Regions from separate parts of the Sus scrofa genome. Here region 1 is linked to region 2. Evidence: chromatin contacts called from public promoter capture Hi-C data. All regions are on one chromosome and are shown on one strand. Each heading gives the region's core, a stretch centred on a gene start, on an enhancer-like site or on the middle of the called end of the contact. The rest is flanking DNA. Distances are from core to core; before and after follow the strand shown.

What was found. Promoter capture Hi-C pulls out the DNA fragments that hold promoters and counts their contacts.
Region 1: a promoter capture Hi-C map of fetal skeletal muscle shows a contact between it and region 2, with 3 times the contacts expected there. The contact joins the promoter of LOC102165279 here to the promoter of MYL9 in region 2. A contact is called at or near these places in 1 of 5 promoter capture datasets (fetal skeletal muscle) and 2 of 2 datasets of contacts at active chromatin or transcription factors (alveolar macrophages and skeletal muscle).

What each region holds. Positions count from the first base shown.
Region 1 is chr17:40,094,944-40,102,512 of Sscrofa11.1, forward strand. It overlaps LOC102165279 (transcription initiation factor TFIID subunit 4-like), which reads left to right and starts at 3,456. Exons shown (of 3, transcript XR_002340154.1): 1 at 3,456-3,521; 2 at 5,099-5,806; 3 at 6,728-7,569. SOGA1 (protein SOGA1) reads right to left here and starts at 3,859. Exons shown (of 15, transcript XM_005672920.3): 1 at 3,185-3,859. The coding sequence starts at 3,859.
Region 2 is chr17:39,786,550-39,794,073 of Sscrofa11.1, forward strand. MYL9 (myosin light chain 9) reads left to right here and starts at 1,616. Exons shown (of 4, transcript NM_001244472.1): 1 at 1,616-1,741; 2 at 4,794-5,003; 3 at 6,926-7,087. The coding sequence starts at 4,820. The region is part of intron 2 of LOC110257438 (a long non-coding RNA gene); the gene reads right to left.

The DNA of each region.
Region 1 (7,569 bases), core at 2,206-4,705, 310 kb after region 2:
GGAGACACACTGGGGATCTGGAGTCCTCCTGTTAACTCAGTTCCTGCATCTTAGAAGCAAAGTGGCCCAGAGGGGCAGGAACACGTCAAGAGTACAATGTACTATTACGCCAAGACTGGCTGCCTGGATAACTGGCTCTGGAACCTGGAGTGTGTCCCTTCCCCACTGTGGCCACAGTTTACCCATCTGCAGAATGAACACACCACCACCTCTGGTCACAGCCTCTACATTATGGCCCATGCCCACAGTCTCTAGATCTTCCACCTTGCCCATAAAGGTTGGCAGCTGGCTTAAACAAAGCTCTAGAGAAGTTCAGGGACTGACCCACGTGTACCCAGTGGTAACTACACAATCTCTCCCAGCCAACCTCCTTACTCTCTCTGGCGTTGAAATCTACAAGTTCGTTCGTTCGTTCTTCCTTCCTTCCTTCCTTTCTCTCTACCCGCAGTATATGGAGGTTCCCAGGCTAGGGGTTGAATCAGAGCTGTAGCCACTGGCCTACGCCACAGCCACAGTCACAAAAGATCCAAGGCACATCTGCAACCTACACCACAGCTCACCACAACACTGGATTCTTAACCTACTGAGCAAGGTCAGGGATCGAACCCACGTCCCCATGGATGCTAGTCAGATTTGTTAACCACTGAGGCACGACAGGAGTTCCGAAATCCACAAGCTTTTTCCTACTTTCCTCAGCCTGGAATGGTCTTACTCCAGCTCCTTATTCAGCTGGCTCCATCTCACCCTTCAGCCCCCAGCCTCCCTTGGCACCCCCTGCCCCACTTTCATGTGCTCTGGGCACACTGTGTGCCTCCCCACCTTTATCGTGATCCATACTGTGATGCACTGTATGACTATGGTTTAATCCTGGTCTAGACCACTAGACTGATAGCCCCATGAAAACAGACACTTCATCCTCGTCCATGGCTGTATCCTCTGCGCTAGTGCCTGGTACACAGTAGGCATTAAATCAATAGTTGGTAAATGAATGAGGGGCCAGCACTGCTTCGGGTGGAGAGAAGGATCTATTCTGCCCCCACAGAGTCCACAAGAGAACATGATAAGCGCCCACAGAAATATGTCACACTCCTTGAGAATAGCAATGATCACAACTACCCTCATCTGAGGCTCACAACATGCCCGGTGCTCTAGTGGCGTTTGCACACATGATCTCATTTAACCCTTAAGGCTGGAAGATGGGTGATATCCCTTTCTACAACAAGGAAACTGAAGTCCAGAGACATTAAGTAACTTCTCCTAGATCACACAGCCAGGGAGGCACAGACCCCAGATCTAATAGGGACCTGAAGCCTGCACAGGAAACCAGAAACACTGAATGAATGGGGGAAACTGAGGCTGAGCCCTGGATCAGGCAGTGGGAGGTCCCCAGCCAGGTCTCGGCCTGTGTGAGACCTTAGACTCAATCCCTAGCCTTCTGGAACTGTTTTCCATCTTAACAGTCATGGGTGGCTCAGACAGACTCCAGAGCTCTGCCCAATGAACAGGAGCCCACAGGGTGGGTGTATGAGACCCTGAAGCAAAGCTCAATGGCCCTTCTTCCTTTGCTGGGGTGAGGAGTGTGGGCCAGGAGGCAGGAGTGAGGAGCTTGGGGATCTGGGTACAGAGCAGCTCAGCAGGGAGCACCGAAGGAGCTCAGAGCACCAAGAGGGCAGGGCTGGACCTCCTGGCTTGTCTCCCTCCTCCAAACCCATCCTTCACACGTCTTCTCCTCATCACTGGCTTTTAAAGCCCACTGGAGCCGACCGAACCTTCCACTGTCAACACTGAATGGGGTCTTTAGGAAGACTTCCCCTCCCATTTAACAGATGAGGAAACTGAGGCCTGCCCTGAGGAAAGGTTAGAGGCTGAAAGGGTTGATTATCCATTTTCAGACAGACCCTGTCCCTCTAATCAACAAGCAGTTACTAAACCCACATTGGATAATAGATCTTGGGGGAAGAGGGGAGGGAAAGGCACAGTTAAGCAATATCCCAAAAACTCTTAACGAGAGAGAAACCCTCTGGCCAGAGGCCAATGCAAAGCTAAGTGTTGCTGGGCAGACATAAATCAGCAGAGTGCCATTAACTCGGCGGCTCTTAGCCAGGGATGCCCTGGGTGCTGTGCCAGGACATCAACTGATAAGAGTAGGTAACATTTCAGCCTCTTCCAAAACCATGCCCAGCTCGTGGCACTAGAACCCACGAAGCTTCCAGTCTCCCAGGCCAACATCAACACATAAGGGCTGGGCTGTCCCTGAGGCTGCCTCGGTGCCAGGCAGTGAACAGACAGAGCCTGGCCTGCACCCAGTAGGTGTTCATGTCCCCTGCAGGGGTGAAGGCAAAGTCTGTTCTCCCATGGAAGCTCTCAGGCCCCCACACACCCAGAGGGATGCTCTTTTGGGATGTCAGAGCCCCTCCTCGCACTGGTAACATGGGAAGAAGATGGGCACTGGCAGTGAAGCACCAACGCATTCACTGTGTGTACAGGGCCTGTCCCAAACTAAGCAGAAGACAATATCCTGGGATTTAGGAAGCTGCCTCTGAACCGGTTCTCCCACAACATCATCCTCCCGGGCTGTGGGACCGTTAGACTGGGCGGAAGTCGGACTCCAGCCAAGGGGATGTTCCCAGATGTCATGCTTTCAAACGGGACCCGCCCTGAAAAGCAGGCAGGGACAGGCCTGGGCCAGGAAAGCCCTGGGTTAAGATTCAGGATGGTGTTCTGGCCTCTCCTTGGCAGGGGATGGCATGGGTCTTCCTGGCAGCAGTGCAGACCAGCGCCTCTTCCGGAAAGGAGAGCCCCCAAAGGTCTGGCCTCTGGCCTGGGGTGGGGGTGGGGGTTCTGAGCAGCTGAATCAGAGGCCCAGCCCCTCACTGATTGATTACCCACCTCCATCCCAAGTACCGCACCTAGGCATCCTCCAAAGCACTTCTTCCAAGGCCCCCTTCCCCAACCAGGCGCCTTTGGGCAGTCTCCGCTTCCAGGTTCCTCCCTCAGGAGAAGGTTTCCCAGACACAGTAAGGAGCGGAATGCGGGGGAGCCCCAGGCAGACCTCAGGGTGCCCCTGAGGGTTTAGGCCCCTTTCCAGCTCAGGCGTTGGGGCAGCGGCCAGCTGGTGCCTCTGGCCAGAGGGGCTGCCACCCACGCCTCCCGCGGCCTCCCATTCCCCCACCAGCGCCCCCACCTTGAGATAGTCGTTCTCCGAGCGCAGCTCCTCCAGCTCTCTCATGAAGCCGCCGGGCCCGCAGTCCAGCATCTCCTCCGTGAGGTCGGAGAAGGCGAGCGAGGCGCTGAGTGGCAGGCGGCTGCTGCCCACCGACGACGCGGCCACCGACGGCTCCTCCGGGGAGGCGGGAGGCCGCGGAGGCTGCTGAGCGGGCGGCGCGGGCTGCGGCGGCTGCCCAGTGCGGGCCCCCGCCGGGCCCCCGGCCGCTGACTCGGCGTCGCTGCTCAGCGCCAGCTCCAGGCCCAGCAGACGCGCCTCCTCCGACGCGCAGTCCGACACCTCTGAGCTGCTGTCGGTGAGGCTGGGCGGCGGTGGCGGCGGTCGCGGCCCGGTGCCTGGGCGCGGACGGCCCTTGGCGCGGACCCCGGTGCGGACCCCGGCCACCCGCGTCCCTGCTCCCCGCGCCCCGGGCGCCACCGCACGCCCCTTCTTGTCCGGCCGCGCCGAGGACGCGGAGCTGCAGGCGGCTGCGGCGCCCGGGCCTGGGCCGCGGCGGCCCTTGGCCAGCGACCAGCCGGCCACGTCCTTGGGTCGGGCCGGCGACGGCGCTCGGTGGCTCTTCTTCCTCTCAGGGGCTGGCGCGGGCGGGGGGCCGCAGCCCCGAGCAGGGGGCTCCCCCGCCGGCACCTCCATCGCGGCCTCCCTTGGCCTCAGTGAGCTGCAGGCATGGCCCGGGCCCGCCCGGCCTCCGCGCCCGGGGGGAGGTCCCCGGCGCCTCTCCTGCCGCTCGGGCCGCGTCTGCTCTCGGCCCACCTCAGCTCCCGGGCTGCGCTCTGGCCCCGACTCCCGCCGCACGGTCTCTCCGCTACTCTGAGCTCGGAGAGAGCGGCCCGATCGCCTCCAGGCGCCCCGGCTCCGGCTCCGGCTCCGCCCGGCGCCCGCCCCCTCGGCCTCGCCGCGCCCCCGGAGCGCGCCCGGGCCCCGGCTGCCAGCGCGCCTATCGCTCCCTCGGGCTCCGAGTCCGGCTGCGGCCCGGGCCCCGGCTCCGCCCGGCGCGGCCCGCCCCCGCGCAGCCCCGCCAGCTCCCCGCCCCGCCGCCTGGGCTCGGGGGCGCGCGGCTCCGCGAACAAAAGGCGGACGCGGCGGGAGCGGCAGGGAGGGACGCAGGCAGCGAGCGAGGGAGGGATCTGCGAGGCAACAGCGACCCCCTCGAGGGTCAGGCGGGCCGGGTCCGCCGCGGCCCGGGCTCCTTTCTCCTCCGCTCCGCCGCCGCCCCCTCCCCTGCCGGCCCGGAGAGCGCACCCGGCGGAGGCCCCCCTGCTCCCCGCGTCCGAGCAGGGGTCGCGCGAGCGGCGAGAGGGAGGACTGCCAGGCAGAGGCCGGGCAGACCTCAGATCGCTGGAGCCAGCATCCATATACACGCCGAGTCCCTCGCCCCTCGCGGCTGTGCGGAGCGTGCGCGAACTCCGCCCCCCGAACCTCGCAGAGCGAGACGGATTATCCCATTGTACAGATGCGTAAAGTGATGCCTAGGGCGGGCACACGATTAACCCAAGGTCAGTCAGTGGCAGAGCGGGGATGGAATCCCAACCTCGCAGATCCACACCTTCTGCTTCGGCTTCCCTCTCACAACTGTTGGGAGCGTGGAGCCCTGGATGAATGCCCGGCTCTGCACGTCTTGACCCGGGCGTACTACCGCTTCCCCCTACCCTGATAGGGGATCAGAGACTGCTCTCAGGCTCTGCTTGGCTAAAATGGAGGCGACCCGTTCTGAGAAGTCAGACCAGCGGGTGCTCTAGGAATAGGTTTTGGCTACTGTGGGGCTGATCCAGGCCGGACACGGTGGCTCTGATCCCCTACGCGTTCTCCCAAGAGTAACTCCGGACGACCCCGGAGCCCCAGCTCTGATGGGTGTCGTTTCTTTCCTTCCAGGCTGTGCTCCTGTGTTGTTGATTTTTCCGTGTGTCTGTCACACCTTCCCCGCACCACCCCCCTCCCCATACCACCGAGCCACCGCTGGACAGAGCCACGTGGTGAAGTCCTTTGGCTGTCCTGTGGGCTGGCGCTCAACCTCAGGGTGGCACCCCTTGCGGGGCGGGGGGCGGGGAGGAAGGGGGGTCAGGGCGGTGTTTACCCCTCTGCAGCTTCTTCCTCCCTCTCCTCATTTCCTTTCCCTCCCCCTTCTCCCCCTCTCCCTTTTCCCTTTCTCCTCTTCCCTCCTCCTGCCCATTTTCTCCTTCTTCCTCTACTCCCCCAGTCCTGTTAGCTCACCTCCTTCTGCCCTTGACACACCACTGGCCCTAGGTCCGCTTCTGTGTTTCTGTCCCACCTCCCCAACAGCAGTGAATACACTCCTCCTGCGGGTCGCCCTCTTGGAGGAGGCACAGCTTCTCATCCCCATCTAGGTGCGTCTAGGTGTGTGGGTGCCTCCTCCATCCTCAGATCTGTCCTCCAGGTGCTCCCCACAGAGCCAGGTGAGAAGCAGTACCACTCAGCAGGTTCTCTGCAAACACTTCTTCAGGGGCATTCTCACGCCCTCCTGGCAAGGCATCAGTTGTCCTGTCCCCAGTGACTCTCCACCCACCCAGCCCACAGGCACCAGACGGGACCCTGAGGGACACAGTAGTGAGCTTGTCAGTGGTGAGTACCTGACCTCATGGAGCACACAATATAGGGGGGAGATGGGCCACAAAAGACACATCAAAAACAGGGTGGCACGGCATAGCACAGGGGCAAAGCCCAGGACAAGCCTTCCTACTTCCCCAGCCACAGAAGATCCCACTTGGTCTAGTTTGATGTAACAGACAACCTTCTAGTTCTGATGCCTCCATTTTTGTAGGCTTGTTCTGGTCTGGCACAGAGAGATGCTATGTGGCTCCTGGAAATTGTTTCCCTCTCCGAGCTCCAGTTTCTCCCTCCATGCAGAATGTGGGCTTGGAGATGTTGGGTAGTGTGACTCTGGGCAGGGGACATGCTAGGGCAGGCTGCTCAGCCACTCCTGACAAACCCATGGCTGAGCAGGGGGCTGAGCTCTGAATGTCTTTGAACTTGGGGAGTCATGAATTCATACTGCAGCCCCAGGAGAGCCTGGGGAGCATCCAGGACCTAGTAGGGAGGAGCCCTGGGGTTGGGGAGAGTGCCCAGGTGGAGGCTCTGGACTTGAGCTCAGTTCAGACCAGGGAAGCCACAAAAGGAGTAAGACTTGCCAAGGATCCAGAATTGGTTCCACGCAGGTGGGGAGGCCAGGCTCTGTCCTCAACACTCAGCAGAGGATCCCAGAAAGGTTAGGAACTGCTTGCAGCTGATTGTATTTTTCAAAGATAGGCACAGAAATATACAGCTCATCTCAATTATTCTTTTTACAGTGTGGCATTGACACTCTTCCAATTGTCAATGTTCCCTCCCCTTGAACCTGAGCAACTTTTGTGACTGCCTGAACCAACTGAGGATGGCAGAAGTGACAGTGTGACTTCTGAAGCTAGATCATAAAAGGCAATATGGCTCTGACCAGCTCAATCTTTCTACCTGTTTCTCTCTCTCTCTCTCTCTCTTTTTTCTCAGTCCACTCTCCTTTGGAGCCACCATGTTGAAACGAAGCCCAGGCCTCATGTTCCAGCCAACACCTCCAACTCTGGTCCCCACTAAGCCCCAGACATGTGAGAGAGGGAAACTTCAGATGATTCAGCCTCCAGTCTTGTTGCTACCCCAGCTGATGCCAAGTGGAGCAGAAATGAGTTGTCCCAAACTGCAAAATAAATACTGTTCTAAGCCACTAACTTGGGGGGTACTTTGTTACACAGCCATGGATAACTGGAATGCTAGTTCAAGGTCATACAGCTTGGAAGTGGCAGGGCTGGGACTGATTTGAACCCAAGGCCATTCAGCTTGAGAGCCTGTTGTGTTGCACTACTGAGCAGTGTCCAGCTCAGGCACACAGCATGTGCTGTACAAAGTCTTTTCAAGGCATTCCCCAGTGGTCTAGTGGGTTAAGGATCTGGCATTATCTCTGCAGTGGCTCAGATCACTGCTGTGACATGGGTTCAATCACTGGCCTGGGAATTTCTGTACACTGTGGGCACAGCCAAAAAAAAAAGGAGCCTAATTCAAGAAGGCATGAAGCACTAATCAGATTTAAGAAATGAAGATGCTGATTACTCAGTGGGAAAATAGTTTTTCTCCCTTTCAAGTGGCTAAATTGACCAACGTGATGGAAACTAAATAAAAACTAAATCCTGGAAGACTCTAGAGAGGAGATGTTTTCAAAAAACAAACAAAAAACTAAAAAAACTAAAGATTTTGTTCCTTATACAAACCAGTGGCTGAAGGAGAATTAGAGAAATTAGTAGAGGAAACCGCTTTAAAAGGGTAATCATGAAGGCCTCTTTGAGGAAGTGATATTTAAA
Region 2 (7,524 bases), core at 366-2,865:
CGAAAACTGTCAAGGAGACACTGCTTTGGGAAAGATCCCTGGTGTTCTCCTTATTTGCTGCAAATAATAATGAATCCTTCCTTCTCCTGATCTTTGGCTTGCTTGGGTCTATTGGCTTGACACCCACCAAGAGGCAAACTCAGTTTTCCGGCAACATGCGGAGCCCTGGGCTAGGTCTCTACTGCTTCTCAGACCTCATCTCCCAGCCCCCTCCCCTCAGTCACACTGACCTCCCTGACCCTGAGCTGGGCAAGCTCCCCCTACCCGGCTTCTGCAGGGGCTGCCCCTTCACCTCCTTCAGCTCTGCCCAAATGTCACTTCCTGGGAGGCAGCCCTCACCTCCTGTGACTTTCTCTCTCACCTCCCATTGTTTTATTCTCCGACGCACTTATTTCTACCCTCCAAGCCATATAGCTGCTTGTTGATGCTATTTTCCCCAACAAGAACAAATGCTTTCTGAGGGCAAGGATTTTAGTTCACTGCTATTTCCCCAGCAGCCAGCACAGTGCCTGGCAGGTAGCAGATGTCAGTTCATATTCACAGAGTAGTTGGGTGTTGAAAAGTTCCCTTGAGAAGGTCTGTTTGGATCAAAGGGAAGGTAGGGGCTGATGGGTAAGGGGTTGGCTCAAGGGTCAAAATGAGGGACAGGGGAGTTCCCGTTGTGACTCAGTGGTTAACAAATCTGACTAGGATCCATGAGGTTTTGGGTTCAATCCCTGGCCTTGCTCAGTGAGTTAAGGATCTGGCGTTGCCGGGAGCTGTGGTGTAGGTTGCAGACCCGGCTTGGATCTGGTGTTGCTGTGGCTGTGGCATAGGCCAGTGGCTACAGCTCTGACTTGACCCCTAGCCTGGGAACCTCCATATACTGCGGAGCGGCCCTAGAAAAGGCAAAAAGACAAAAAAAAAAAAAAAAAAAAAAAAAAGAGAGAGAGGGGACAGGGCCTGATGGGTCTGTCCTCCCAGACTCCATCCTCTGACGCAGGCCAACAAGAAGGGGAAGAAGGTGCAGCGCCTTTAGCAAGGATGCTCTCAGGGTCCCCAGGCTCCCTCACTGGCTGGGGCTGGGGGGTGGCTCTTCCTGGCCACTCATTTTAGAGGTGAGGAAACTGAGGGCGGCTAGAGAGGAGAGTGACTTGGCCGAGGTGGGCTGCCCCAGGCGAAGTCCCACCTACTCCCATGTCCGCCCCACACCCACGGGAGCCTGACTGGTGGCTCTGCCTGAGGATGGTGGGTCTTCTCCCACACGCCTCTTCTTTGGGACTGGAAAAAAGCCATACTTGGCCTGGTGGAAGGAAGCCTTCCCCGGGGAAGGGGCCGGGCGGCGGGCCTTTGGGGGAAGGTGGGGGTAGGACTGGGGGGGCGGGTCCCTGGACGTTCTGCCTGCCTCGCTGGAGAGGAAGGGCCAGCCCGATAACCCCCTTGCCGGGGCTGTCCAGCCCCCCCACCCCAATCCCCATCCCCTCCCCCTCTCCGGCCCACGTGGGGAAGGCCCTCACAGCCTAAGGGTTCGCCGGGGAACTCCCCAGCCCGGCCTGTGGGTCGAAGCCAAATAAGGCCGGGCTGCTGCAGCCCCGCCCCCGCCCCGCCCCCGCCCCGCCGCCGCACATTCTTCTGCCTTGTAAGGCCCGGCGCCGCGCCCCGCCCCGCGCCCCCACCGCGCCAGCCCGGACCCCACCGACGCCCGGCCAGCCCCGGCTCCGCACCCGCTCCGCGCACCGAGCCGGCGCCTTCTCCGCACCAGGTGGGAGCCCAGGTGGTCTGGAGGCTGCGGTGTGATGGCCGCGGCCCCAACTTGGGGATGGGGCAGGGTGGAGGCGGCTGGGTTTCGGAGGGTCTCAGGGCAAGCGTAGCTGGAAGGGCTGGGGGGACTCTGGCTGGGGCTGGGGAGCAGGGAGACTACTCCTGGCTCCGGAACCAAGGGGGCCTATGACGACGCCAGACTGCCGGCCCGGCCCCTTCGCTGTGAAGTTAGTGATGCCCAGTCCGGGAGGACGGGAGGGGGCTATGGTCGCCGCTGTCCCCTGCCTAGTGGACCTATGGGTGTCACAGACAGGAAACTGAGCCCTGTCAGGGTCCTCCAGAGTATCCGTGTCCCCCCCCTCCTCCTGGGGTAGGAGAGAGGGATAACTGGGGTAACCTCTGCCCACGCGCACTGAGGGTATGTGCTGCGCACCCGGGCTTCCCAGCTCTGAGCCCTCTGCGCACCAGGACATATTGGGTGGGGAAGCGCCGCCAAGGGCCCTGGGCTCACCCCCTCACCCAGAGAGGCTGCAGGTACTGGTCCCCTCTCCTCCCAACGCTCAGATGAGGTGAGTTTACCAAGGAGGCATCCCGCACTGCCAGCTAAAGTGACCACGGCGGGAACACAGGCCTTGTCTTTGCTGTTACAGTGGGATTTCAGGCACCAAAAGGGGGAGGTGGCACCCAGCTGCAGCCGGGCTGAGTGCCAATCCCATCTGATCCCTGGTGTCCAGGACCCCCAGGAGGAAAGGGCACGGATCTAGGGCTAAGAGCCCAGCCTGTTTCTGACCCCAGCCCCTCAACCAAGACTAGAAATTGCCTCTGGTCACAGAGTCCTCAGCCCCTCAACTGCCATCAGCTGACCATGAAAGGCCATCTGCCACCCGCTGATGCAGGCCCAGCCCAGGAGTCCTGGCTTCCAGCTGGACTCTACCTCTCATGGGCATGCCACTTCCTGGGCCTCAACTCTTTTAACTGCACTGTGGGGGACACCCCACTCTCCCCACCCTACTTCCCAATATTGCTGGGAGAGACACTGTAAAGGTCAGTGCTCTAAGCCCTATCATGGCCCCTCAACAGAAGAGGGTGGGGTTGGGGTAGCCATGGAGGCAGAGGGGCTGAGCCAGGATCAGAGCAGTGGGTGAGCTCTTGGCCACTCCTGCCCCTGGCCGTGGCTTTCTCTCTCCTCCTGCCACGTCTGCCCTAGAACTTTACAGTCGGGGTGGGAGTACTGACAGTGATGACCATCGCAGCCTCTGCCGGGCACAGTGGACCTCTCCTCGGCTACTTTCTGTGGGTGCCGTGAGTCAGAGTTCCCAGAGGACATCTGGCTCAGGGAAGGACAGGGCCCCACAAGAGAGAATGGCATTCCTAGCCGACGGCACCATCCCACTCTCACCCAAGCTGTGGGTGAGAAAGGCTTTTGTCTACCCACCCTGAACCACATGAGAAACTGAGAGCCAGGTGCATCGGTCCAGTGGGACACAGTGGGACGGTCTCATGACCACAGGCAGCTGTGGCTCTGGGGAAGGGCTAGGGCTGGCCAGCATCCCAGCTCAGGGTTTACTATCGCAAGGCTGAAGACTGAGAATGACTTGAATGGGGTCATGGGACAAAAGCCTGGAGATAGCCCGAGGAGCATTTAAGGCTTCCTGGAGATTCTTGACCACAGGGACTCAGGGCAGAGGAAAGAGCACGGAGCAGTCCCAGGGCCTCGGCCAGCCCACAACCATCCCAGCGGAGGAGCACACAGCCCTAGGTCTTCAGGGACACAGCCCCCAGCAGCCACGACAAGAGTTCAGGGAAAGAGCCCTTGCTGGGCCTCAGCTTCCCCATCTGTACAGTGGGGCCAGTAGGCTGGCCACCGTAACCCTCCCAGTCATTCACTAAAACAAGCATCTATTAGCTCCACCGTGGCCTTCGGTGTAAATCAGGATTTACATCAGCCCCGATCAATTGTGAGGGAAAGAGACCTTTAACTGCCTACGGTCAAAGTCAGGGTGGCGGACCTGCTCCCTAAGGGGTGTCTGAAGAACTAGGCTAGAGAAGGAAGGGCATTCCTGGTGTGTGGGGGGATCAAGAAGGAAAGTCTAGGGGTGTCTGGGTAGCCAGAGGTGTAGCTTGGCAGGATGACAAGTGGTGGAAGGAATGCCGTGAGGGACTCCATGGCCAGTCAGAGAGAAGGGCAGGAGGGGTTCGCACAGGGCCTTAAATGCCAGGCCAAGGAGATGACACTTGCTGGAGCAGAGGAGAGGGGTGGCGGGGGGATGGCAGGAAACTTCAAGGGCTTCAAGGTGAAGTGACAGGTGCAGGTCTGGGTCTGTACACAATGGGTGAGACCGGCTGGAGGCTGAGAGGCCAGATCTAAACAAGGGTGACAAGAAGCTGGGGTTCTCAGTCTGGGGGACCTTTAGGCCCCCATAAGCAATGAGGGGTGAGAACAGGAGTAGGGCCCAAGTCAGGCCTATCACCCACCCTTGGGTGCTGGTCAAGTGTGGGCAGGTGGGGGAAGGGAGACTGCCCAGAGCACTGGCCTCCCGAACCTTAGCAGGGAGGGCAGAGGGACGGGGAGGAGGAGGAATGTCAGGAATGCAGGGCCAGGGCCGCTGACCCAGCTCCTTCCTGCTGGTGGGGGCAGGGAGCCTTGGAGCCTCCCAACGTGGACCCACCTTGTCACTTGGAGAGAGCTGGACAGTGTAAATGCTATTAAGGATTAAAGGAGATAAAGCGCCGAAATGGTTGGCATGGAACCCAATCCTAAGTGTCTTACCCAAACAGTCATAGCAAAAATAGCTTCCTCTGTGCCGGGCACCATGCCAGGGGCTTCTCGGGCACTAAGTCAAGTAATCCCTCATGCTGGGCACTCGGATGAGGAAACTCACCCCAGAAGGTGGAGGGAATTGTCTCAGATCACACAGAATCCACCCCGTGTCTGCTTTTGTGATGCACTGGGTGGCAGGAGCCCCAAGGCTGAGGGAGCACAAACACCAGGCTCAGGCACTGACAGGTGAACTGGGGTCAAAGGCTCTCCTCCCCACACCCACTGCCTGCAGGAAAGTCCCACACGCCTGCAGCCAAGATGTCCAGTAAACGGGCCAAGGCCAAGACCACCAAGAAGCGGCCACAGAGGGCCACATCCAATGTCTTCGCGATGTTCGACCAGTCCCAGATCCAGGAGTTTAAGGAGGCCTTCAACATGATCGACCAGAACCGAGATGGCTTCATTGACAAGGAGGACTTGCATGACATGCTGGCCTCACTGGGTGAGCAGGGGCTGGGGGTCTAAGTGGGCCCAGGAGGGGCTTCAGCTGGAGCAGGCAGCAGGGCTGCCCAGCCCTTACGGAACACTTCCTGTGCACTGACACAAGGTACCCGCCCTGGAGGGCAGCTGCCATCCCTTTCTCCACTTAGCAGATAGGGAAATGGGCACAGAGTGGATGGGCACCAGACTTGAACCCAGTCAGGCCCACAGACTTCCCACTGCACAGATGGGGAAACCGAGGCCCAGAGGGGGAGGTCAGGGCACCTCCCCCTCCTTCAGAGGTCACTTGTGCCAGGCTCTGAGGGACTGACTCCAGTGACCTCCAGAATCAGAATCTAGAGCTAAACGGGCTCAGGAATCCAGTACATTTCACCATTGCTCAGATGGGGAAACTGGGGCCCAGAAGCCAAGCCCCCAGACACCAGCCACACCCCCACTTGTGGCTCTGCGCCCCCCTTCCCTCCCCATGTGCTGGCCACAGACAACCCCCCTCAGTCCATTTCTGGCACTCCCTTCTTCCAGGCAAGAGCGTCTGGGCCAGACACTGGCTGAGGAGGGGGGGTCTCTGGCAGCAGAGGCGGCAGCCTATGGCGGATAGGCCTGGGTCAGTCCCTGGCATTGCCGCTCACAGCTGGGCAGCCCTACTCTGTGCCCACTTCCCCTCCTCTGCCATGGTGACCCTGGCCCTCATGTTCCCCCACCCCCAGGTGTCTGATGGGAGGACCAAGTGACCTGAGGGAGCAGGAGGGCTGACATCAGACACTGTCCCCACCCTCGGCACCACATCTCTCCCAGCCTCAGGCCAGGATCGCCTGAAGCTTCCCTCCCTGATGCGGTCACCAGCTGGAAGGAGGACTGAGGCCTGATGAGGGGAAGAGCTGTGATGTCTTGATGTCACAGCTCTTCAGGCCTCAGCCATCCCATGGGGACACACCAGAGTGTGCGAGGCTCAGAGGAGACAGGGACACCAAGGCTCCCTCACGTTTATGAGGCAGCACCTGCATGTAGGGCCGTAAGAGCCCTGGCATCTACCCGGAAAAATCAACACTCCTATTTGTAGCTCATGTGAGTGGGGCCACAGATCTGTCACAGCCTTCTGGATAAAAAACAAGAACAGCAAATAATAACACTAACGAGGAGCAGCTCTGCAGGTATTATCTTAAATCTCAAAGCAATTCTATTAGGTAGATATGATTACCATTCCCACTTTATAAATGAGGAAACAGAGAGGCCCAGAGAGGTTAAGTAACCTGCCCAAGGTCACACAGCTACTAAGTGGGTAGAGCTGGGGTTTGAACCGAGCAGTTGATTCGAGTCCACGAGGCCTTGCCGATCATTGTTCTGAGCATTTTACAGCCACTGCCTCTTCATCCTCACAATTCTCTTCAGAGGCAGGGAAATAGGCACAGATCTGAGAGTCAAACCCTCACTTGTATGACGCCAAAGCCCACTGGTTTAACTACTACTGAAACTGTGCCTGAGATCTGGGTTCTGGCTGCCTGGGTTTGAATGCTGGCTCCACTCCTTGCTCGCTGTGTGATCAGGGACAAGTCGCCTCACCTCTGTGTCTCAGGCTCCACACCTGCGAAGGGGGCGAGGCTGCTGCCCTCCCACGTGCAGGTGGTGAAAGGTAACCCGATAAGGCACACGGAGCACGGGACCCAGTGAGCGGTGGGCAGATGGGGGCTCTTGTACTTCAGAGAGCCTTATCCACGGCCGATGTCCAGACCTGAGGAGGAAACTGGTCCAGGCCACCAGGAGAGCCAGGGGAGGGACCTGCAGACAGCAGCCCATCCCAGAAATGTTGTAACACTTTACAGAACTTAACTGTCACTCTACTCTCTCCTTCTGTGGGGCCATGAAGGGAGTGGGCAGGGAGGGGACCAGAGGTGACAGCAGGTGCCAATGGCCTTCCCCCCACAGGCAAGAACCCCACGGACGAGTACCTGGAGGGCATGATGAGCGAGGCCCCGGGGCCCATCAACTTCACCATGTTCCTCACCATGTTTGGGGAGAAGCTGAACGGCACGGACCCCGAGGACGTGATCCGCAACGCCTTTGCCTGCTTCGATGAGGAGGCCTCAGGTCAGCAGCCTCCTGAGCGCCTCCCCCAGGGCACACACGTGCGCGCACACACACACATATGCAAGCGAGACCAGGCCGGACAGGACTCGGGGCCCCTTGCCCCAGAGCCCGAAACAGAAATCACCCATCCACTGGTTTCTGTCTCCAGAACTATAAAAGCCGAGCTGCTGTCTGGCTTTCTGCCCCCAAGGCTAGCCAAAACCACCCCCACCCCCCAAGCCTTCCCGCTTCATAGTCCAGCTGCTGGTCCAACACACTTGGCCTCTGCTTTGGACCTTTCCAGAAACCAAACCACTTCAGGCCCTTCTGGACAACAAGGTAGAGAAACCAGCCCCCATCCTCAGTCTCCCGAAGGCCTCCTACCCCACAGCTGGCTGTTCCCGGGGACGGGCCAGAGCAGCACCAGCCGTGGCCGTTTCAGTAGTTCCTCGGGGACC